Regions from separate parts of the Pan troglodytes genome. Here region 2 is linked to region 1. Evidence: chromatin contacts called from public capture Hi-C data. All regions are on one chromosome and are shown on one strand. Each heading gives the region's core, a stretch centred on a gene start, on an enhancer-like site or on the middle of the called end of the contact. The rest is flanking DNA. Distances are from core to core; before and after follow the strand shown.

The links. Capture Hi-C pulls out chosen DNA fragments and counts their contacts.
Region 2: a contact with region 1 is called in a capture Hi-C map of stem cell-derived neural stem cells, with 2.9 times the contacts expected there. The contact joins two enhancer-like sites. A contact is called at or near these places in 2 of 7 Hi-C or Micro-C datasets (induced pluripotent stem cells and stem cell-derived neural progenitor cells) and 1 of 1 other capture datasets (stem cell-derived neural stem cells).

What each region holds. Positions count from the first base shown.
Region 1 is chr1:226,393,543-226,396,242 of NHGRI_mPanTro3-v2.0_pri, forward strand. No RefSeq gene overlaps it. Among named protein-coding and RNA genes, the nearest start is that of KCNAB2, 380 kb to the left of the region's middle. Within about 2 kb of position 1,274, at least 2 of the 24 cell types and tissues checked have an H3K27ac peak or open chromatin away from gene starts, as enhancers often do. A contact at or near this core is called in stem cell-derived neural stem cells, where this site is marked.
Region 2 is chr1:226,504,017-226,506,716 of NHGRI_mPanTro3-v2.0_pri, forward strand. No RefSeq gene overlaps it. Among named protein-coding and RNA genes, the nearest start is that of KCNAB2, 490 kb to the left of the region's middle. Within about 2 kb of position 1,440, at least 2 of the 24 cell types and tissues checked have an H3K27ac peak or open chromatin away from gene starts, as enhancers often do. A contact at or near this core is called in stem cell-derived neural stem cells, where this site is marked.

The sequences.
Region 1 (2,700 bases), core at 24-2,523:
AACGGTTATTAAAAATGAGACTTGGGAATCTACAACAATGTGGGGAAACACTTATGCTACAATGTTACGTGAAAGGAGGATTAAAATATAAGTAGCCTATGATTCTAACTATATGCATATATTATTATTTTGCTATTTATTTAAACCCAGTCTTGTTCCAAAAGGAATTTAAGACAAATGGTACAAATATGTATATAGGCACAGACATCTGAAAAAATACTAAACAAAAAACCATGATTGTTCCCTTCCTTCCCAAGTAGCATGTGGGAAAAGGCGGTATCATTCTTTTAGGTGAGGTCTTGACTGTCCACAGCAATGAGAGGATTCTGGGCGTCCTTTGCCTCCCCTAGAGACCTGGACGTGAAGACAGGGTTTGAAATTCATTGTCTGCTGAGATGAGAAACCACAGACATCTCTACTCTGGGTTCTTGTGGTGAACAGGGCCTGTGCCCATACGTACATCACCAAGAACCTGCAGAGGAAGCTGGCCCCTGCCCAGCGATGCCCATGGATGCTGTACCAGAGAGAAGAGGCTCATAATGCCCCACACCCAGCGGGTTCGGCCAGGGCATCTAATTCTTGGCCAGGCCACCTGGCAGCAAGTGTGGCCCCACTCCCGTTAGAGTGGAAGATAGCAGGAGACCTGCTGCAGGATCCTCTCCCAAGGCTACTTCTTCTTCCAGTCATATAGCTGGAGTGCAGTGACGTGCAGTGACGTGATCTTGGCTCACTGCAACCTCCACCTTCTGGGTTCAAGTGATTTTCCTGCCTCAGCCTCCTGAGTAGCTGGGATTACAGGTGGGTGCCACCATGCCCGGTTAATTTTTGTATTTTTAGTAGAGACGAGGTTTCACCATGTTGGTCAGGCTGGTCTTGAACTCCTGACCTCAGGTGATCTGCCCACCTCAGCCGCCCAAAGTGCTGGGATTACAGGCGTGAGCCACCTTGCCTGGCTTGGGGCTACTTCTTGAGTCTCTGGAGCTGCTCCCTCGTCAGCCTGTGAGTGATGAGGTTCAGATGCCCGTTTTCCAGACACCCTCACTCAGCCCTCACATCTGGGCTAGAAGTAGGAAATTCAGTTCTAATTGAGAGTCTTGAAAATCACAAGAGAATTTTCACTGTTGGAGGTTGGTTGGAGGTGGGAGGGCCCTTCCTGAATTTCCCTAGGTGGCCCAGCAGAGGGAGTGCAGCTCCCAAAGGCTGCCCCCTCTCCCCTTGCTTTGACAATGGGCTCAGATCAAATGAATTCAGCCTCAGCACTGACTGCATGCTGGTCAGCTCCCAGCATTGAGGGTAGACTGGCTCAGTCTACCCTGGAGAGACATGCAAAATAGAAGGAATGAAACAGGCTCTCCCTAGTCCTCACCTGAACCCCGGGATTGCATATTTAGGAAGCTGCCTTACTCAGGGGGTCCTGCCTGTTATGTCTCCCCCTAATCACTCTATGCCTACCTCTGGAACACAGATGGTCTCCATGGTGTCAGTGATTGCTTTAAAGTTGATTTTCCTTAAAATAAATCCAGTGATTTTCTCAAGAGGACGTTCTGTTCCTTACCAGGTGCAGCTCCTGATCAAAATCCTCTGCAGTGGGGCAGGAACTATGCTTATTCAGGGCTCCTTAGTGGCCTCTAATGAACACGTCTTCCACAGTTTGCGACACTTGAAGGGGCCCAGAGGAAGGCGTTTTTATGCAATATTTTCTGCCCTATGCCCCATGACTCTTTAGGGGACATGAAGTATCAGGAATGAAGCTACCATGGGGGCTTAGAAGATGCAGAGGGACCACTGTCCCCACCAGGGGGCTACCATGTGCACCTATGACTGACTGTTCTCTGCACCATGCCAGAAAAGGCAACAGTGGCCTGGGCTCAGGGACCAGCATTTCAATCTAGTCTCAAGATTCACATCCGCTTTTTTTTTTTTTTTTTTTTTTTTGCCTTGGCCTGACCAATAGAAGCTGTCCCCTACCCCGCCACCACCACACACACCCCAAAGAGAGTGAGGGGTTGGGGCCATGTGGGCCACAGGCCGTTGTGGCTGGAAATAGCTCTCCCAGACCACAGCAGCCTGAAGATTGCAGGGCTAAGGGCATTGCAATATGCATGGAGGAGGGCCAGGCTGCAGCGGGGGATAATTTGAAACTAAAGCACAGAAATGCGTCTAGGGGAGGGTCTGGGGGAGCCTGGCTAGCAGGTGAAGGAGTCCCGCACATTAGCAAGGCTTCTTGTTTCTGCCTTCAAGATTGTGCTAGAATCCAACTGTTTCTCCCACTTCCACGGCGAGCGCCCCGCCCAGGCTGCACCCTCCCTTGTCTGGCTCACTGCAGCAGTGTCTGAACTTCTGCCTCTCTGCTTCCATGCTTGTTCTGCAGCAGCCAGAGGGATCCTTCTAAAACCCAGGTCAGCTCATGTCCTGCCTGTCCCCAAAGCCCTCCTGTGGCTCCCTGTAGTGGATTAATGTAATGTCCCTCCCAAATTCATGTCCACCGACATAGATTCTTTGCTTGAACAAACTTTAGCCAGGTCCCCGAGCCATCTCCTAGGCCCCTCTGTGCACTTTCTTGTAAAATCCAGTTTTAGCAAAGAACCATGCTGTGTCAGTTTAACGAAAGCCCCCTACACCTTGATATCTGACCACCTCGACTATGTCTGATGGAGTTCCTCATTCTCCATCATGCCCCAGCAATATCTGGTCACCCTG
Region 2 (2,700 bases), core at 190-2,689, 110 kb after region 1:
AGTTCATGCCATGCTGAAAAGCGTAGTCCTGTCTTTACAGGGTGCATAGTTGGGCACTGGGATGGTGGAAGAGAGAATGGAGGGCCCTCTGGAGATGACAAGTGCTCTGAACAAAGGCAGAAGTCTTGAGTCCAGCATGTGGCCCAGCTGGCACCTGCAGAGAGGAGGCAGGATGAGTGACCACAGGAGGATGGACTCACTATGGGGCTCAGCTGAATTGTGGAAGCTTCTGGGCCTGCTTTGCTGTGCAGGGCAGTTTTCATGGCCCCCACCTGATTTCAGACACTTCTGCCTGGCATCAGAGCTGGAAGGGACTTTAGAAGTTATTAAGTTCCAGTGTTTTCAAAAGAAACCTCCTTCAGGAGATATACGACATTTTTTTTTAAGAAGAGCAGCTTGGCTTGAAGCTGGGGTTTACAGAGAAGGTGTGGGGAGCCTCCTGCCTGAATGGCGGGAGTGGGGGAGTGGGGACAGACCACCATCCATGAGGCTTCTCAGCTGAAGCCCCACACTCTTTAGGATGCAGTTTGAAAACAGGGAAATTGAGGCCTGGAGAGAAGAATTTTCTCAAGTTCATTCATCTACCTAAAAACGATCCAGACTCCTAGTTCAGCAGGGTGCTGATGACTCAAGAAGTTATAACTTTTTATAGCTGGGGTGGGGTTGGAAAACCAATTTGTCTTCGTAAGATCACTTCCAGGCATTTAGAAATTCTGTATATAATGATGCTTCCCCCGCCCCACTACCAATTTTAATTACAATCTCCTTCTGCCTCTATTCCAAGAGTTAAAGATGTGGAACTCAGGAAATTCCTCACAAAATATTTTTGATGCTCTTTTTCTAAGAGCCTGGCTTGAAGAGATGATCTTCCTTTCTCTCTCTCCCTCCCTCCATTTCTCTCTCTCCCTCTCTCTCTCTCACACACACGCGCACACACACAGCCTCTGCCTCATGTGCTTTTGCCACTCCTGAAGGAGGGTGATGTGTGGGCACACAAGGGCAACACCCAGCCTTGCACTGCGACACCAGTCTGCAGATTCGCTCTTGGGAATGCGTTTTTGTTTCAAGCTGGGTTGATTCTCTCTGATCATTTCCCTTCTGTGGCCCATCAGCTCCGTGTTTCCTGTCTCTCAGCTCTCCCTGTTTGCCTAAGACGCTCAATTATTATGTCCTGGATTCCACACACGGCACATTTATGGGGCCTCATAGGCTGCCTGAGTCACGGAGGAGCCAGTCCCGTATGAAAATCAGGGCCCTCGACATCGGCCAGGTGTGCCAGGCTTTAGGGTGCTCAGCTTGCAGGCTCCTGGACCCCTCCGTCCCACCCCTCTCTCCACCTTTTCCCATCCCCTCTGGGCCAGGGACACCTCCCAGGTGCTCTGGAGTCCTGGGCAGCACACTGGCCAAGGAGCTGTTCTGTGCACATTTCCTCGGGAGCCAGGATGACTGACCCTTGCTGTGGGCTTGCTCTATGTTCCAGAGGAAGCGAGATCAAATGTCCATGTTAGCTGTGGTCCCTTGGCAGAGGCTCTAATCAGCCCTGCATGGCTACTGCCAAGCAGGGAAAGGAAACGCGTCCCCAGTAGGGAGAGCCCTTTAAGCCATGGTCAGTCGTAAGCACAAGGCTGGAGTCAGGTCTTGCCTCTCCATAAGGAAATCTGTGCAGTGAGGGAGCTCCTCACCCCAGTTCCACTTGTGAGGAGGAAGGAGGGGATGAGAAAGGTGAGAACAGGAGTCCCAGGATGCCAGAGGGAAGAAGTATGGTCCCAAGGTTAAGAAGGAGCTATGGGTCAGGCCGCCCTGCCCAAATCCCCACCCTGCCATTGCTGGCTTCTCCTTCCTCAGTCTGCTCGTCTGCAGAGTGGAGGTGATACCGGCACCCACCTCCCGGGCTCTTTCTGCGGGTTCCGTGGAGAAGAGAGCCTGCCACGTGGTGAGCACTGAGTAAAAGGTAGCTATGGTGACGATTGCCTTTTTCCCAATGTTTATCAAACCTGGGTACATGCATGGATCTCTCTGGAGGAAACCATTCCTCTTGAGCCCTGGAGAATATCTCTGAAGCCCTCAGAGTTCAGTTTATGGAGTAATGATTAAGCAAAGGCCTTTATTGAGGAAGATCGTTTTCCCTGGTAAATGACCTCTGCGAAAGTTTTTGCCTCTAGAGCTGGCAGAACGTATTTTAGACTCGTTGAATAAAAACACAAAATTTAGTTCTCAGAAACTTGCAGGTCCTGAGGAATTTGCAAAGCTTCCTTAAACCTGGTTGGGGAGAGAAACGGGTCGGGGGAAAATGCTGGGCTGTAGGGCAGAGATTGGACAGGCATACTTGGGGGTCTGGCTTCTGGGTCTGCTGGGATTCACTGGACGTCCCCTGATGTGGTTCACAGGGCAGAGTACCCTCCTTCCAGCTCTCTGGGGCTGCTTCCTTGCAACCACATGCTCCCTTCCATCCTCCCCAAGTTGTAACAAAGTAACCCCTGGGGAGGCGGTGTTGCTGCCACCTGGTGGCCGGTTCTGCACACTGCAGGCTCCCCTGTCCTGGGGGACCCCAGGAGGCTGTACCTGTGACCCCGCAGAACCGCACGGGCTGGGTCGTTTTAGGGGCACTCATCACAGTGACTTGGGGATGGGTCCCTTCCCATGCGTGTCTGTGCTACCAGTGAGCTGGTGCAGGAGAGTCCCGTGCCCAGGGAGCCCCAG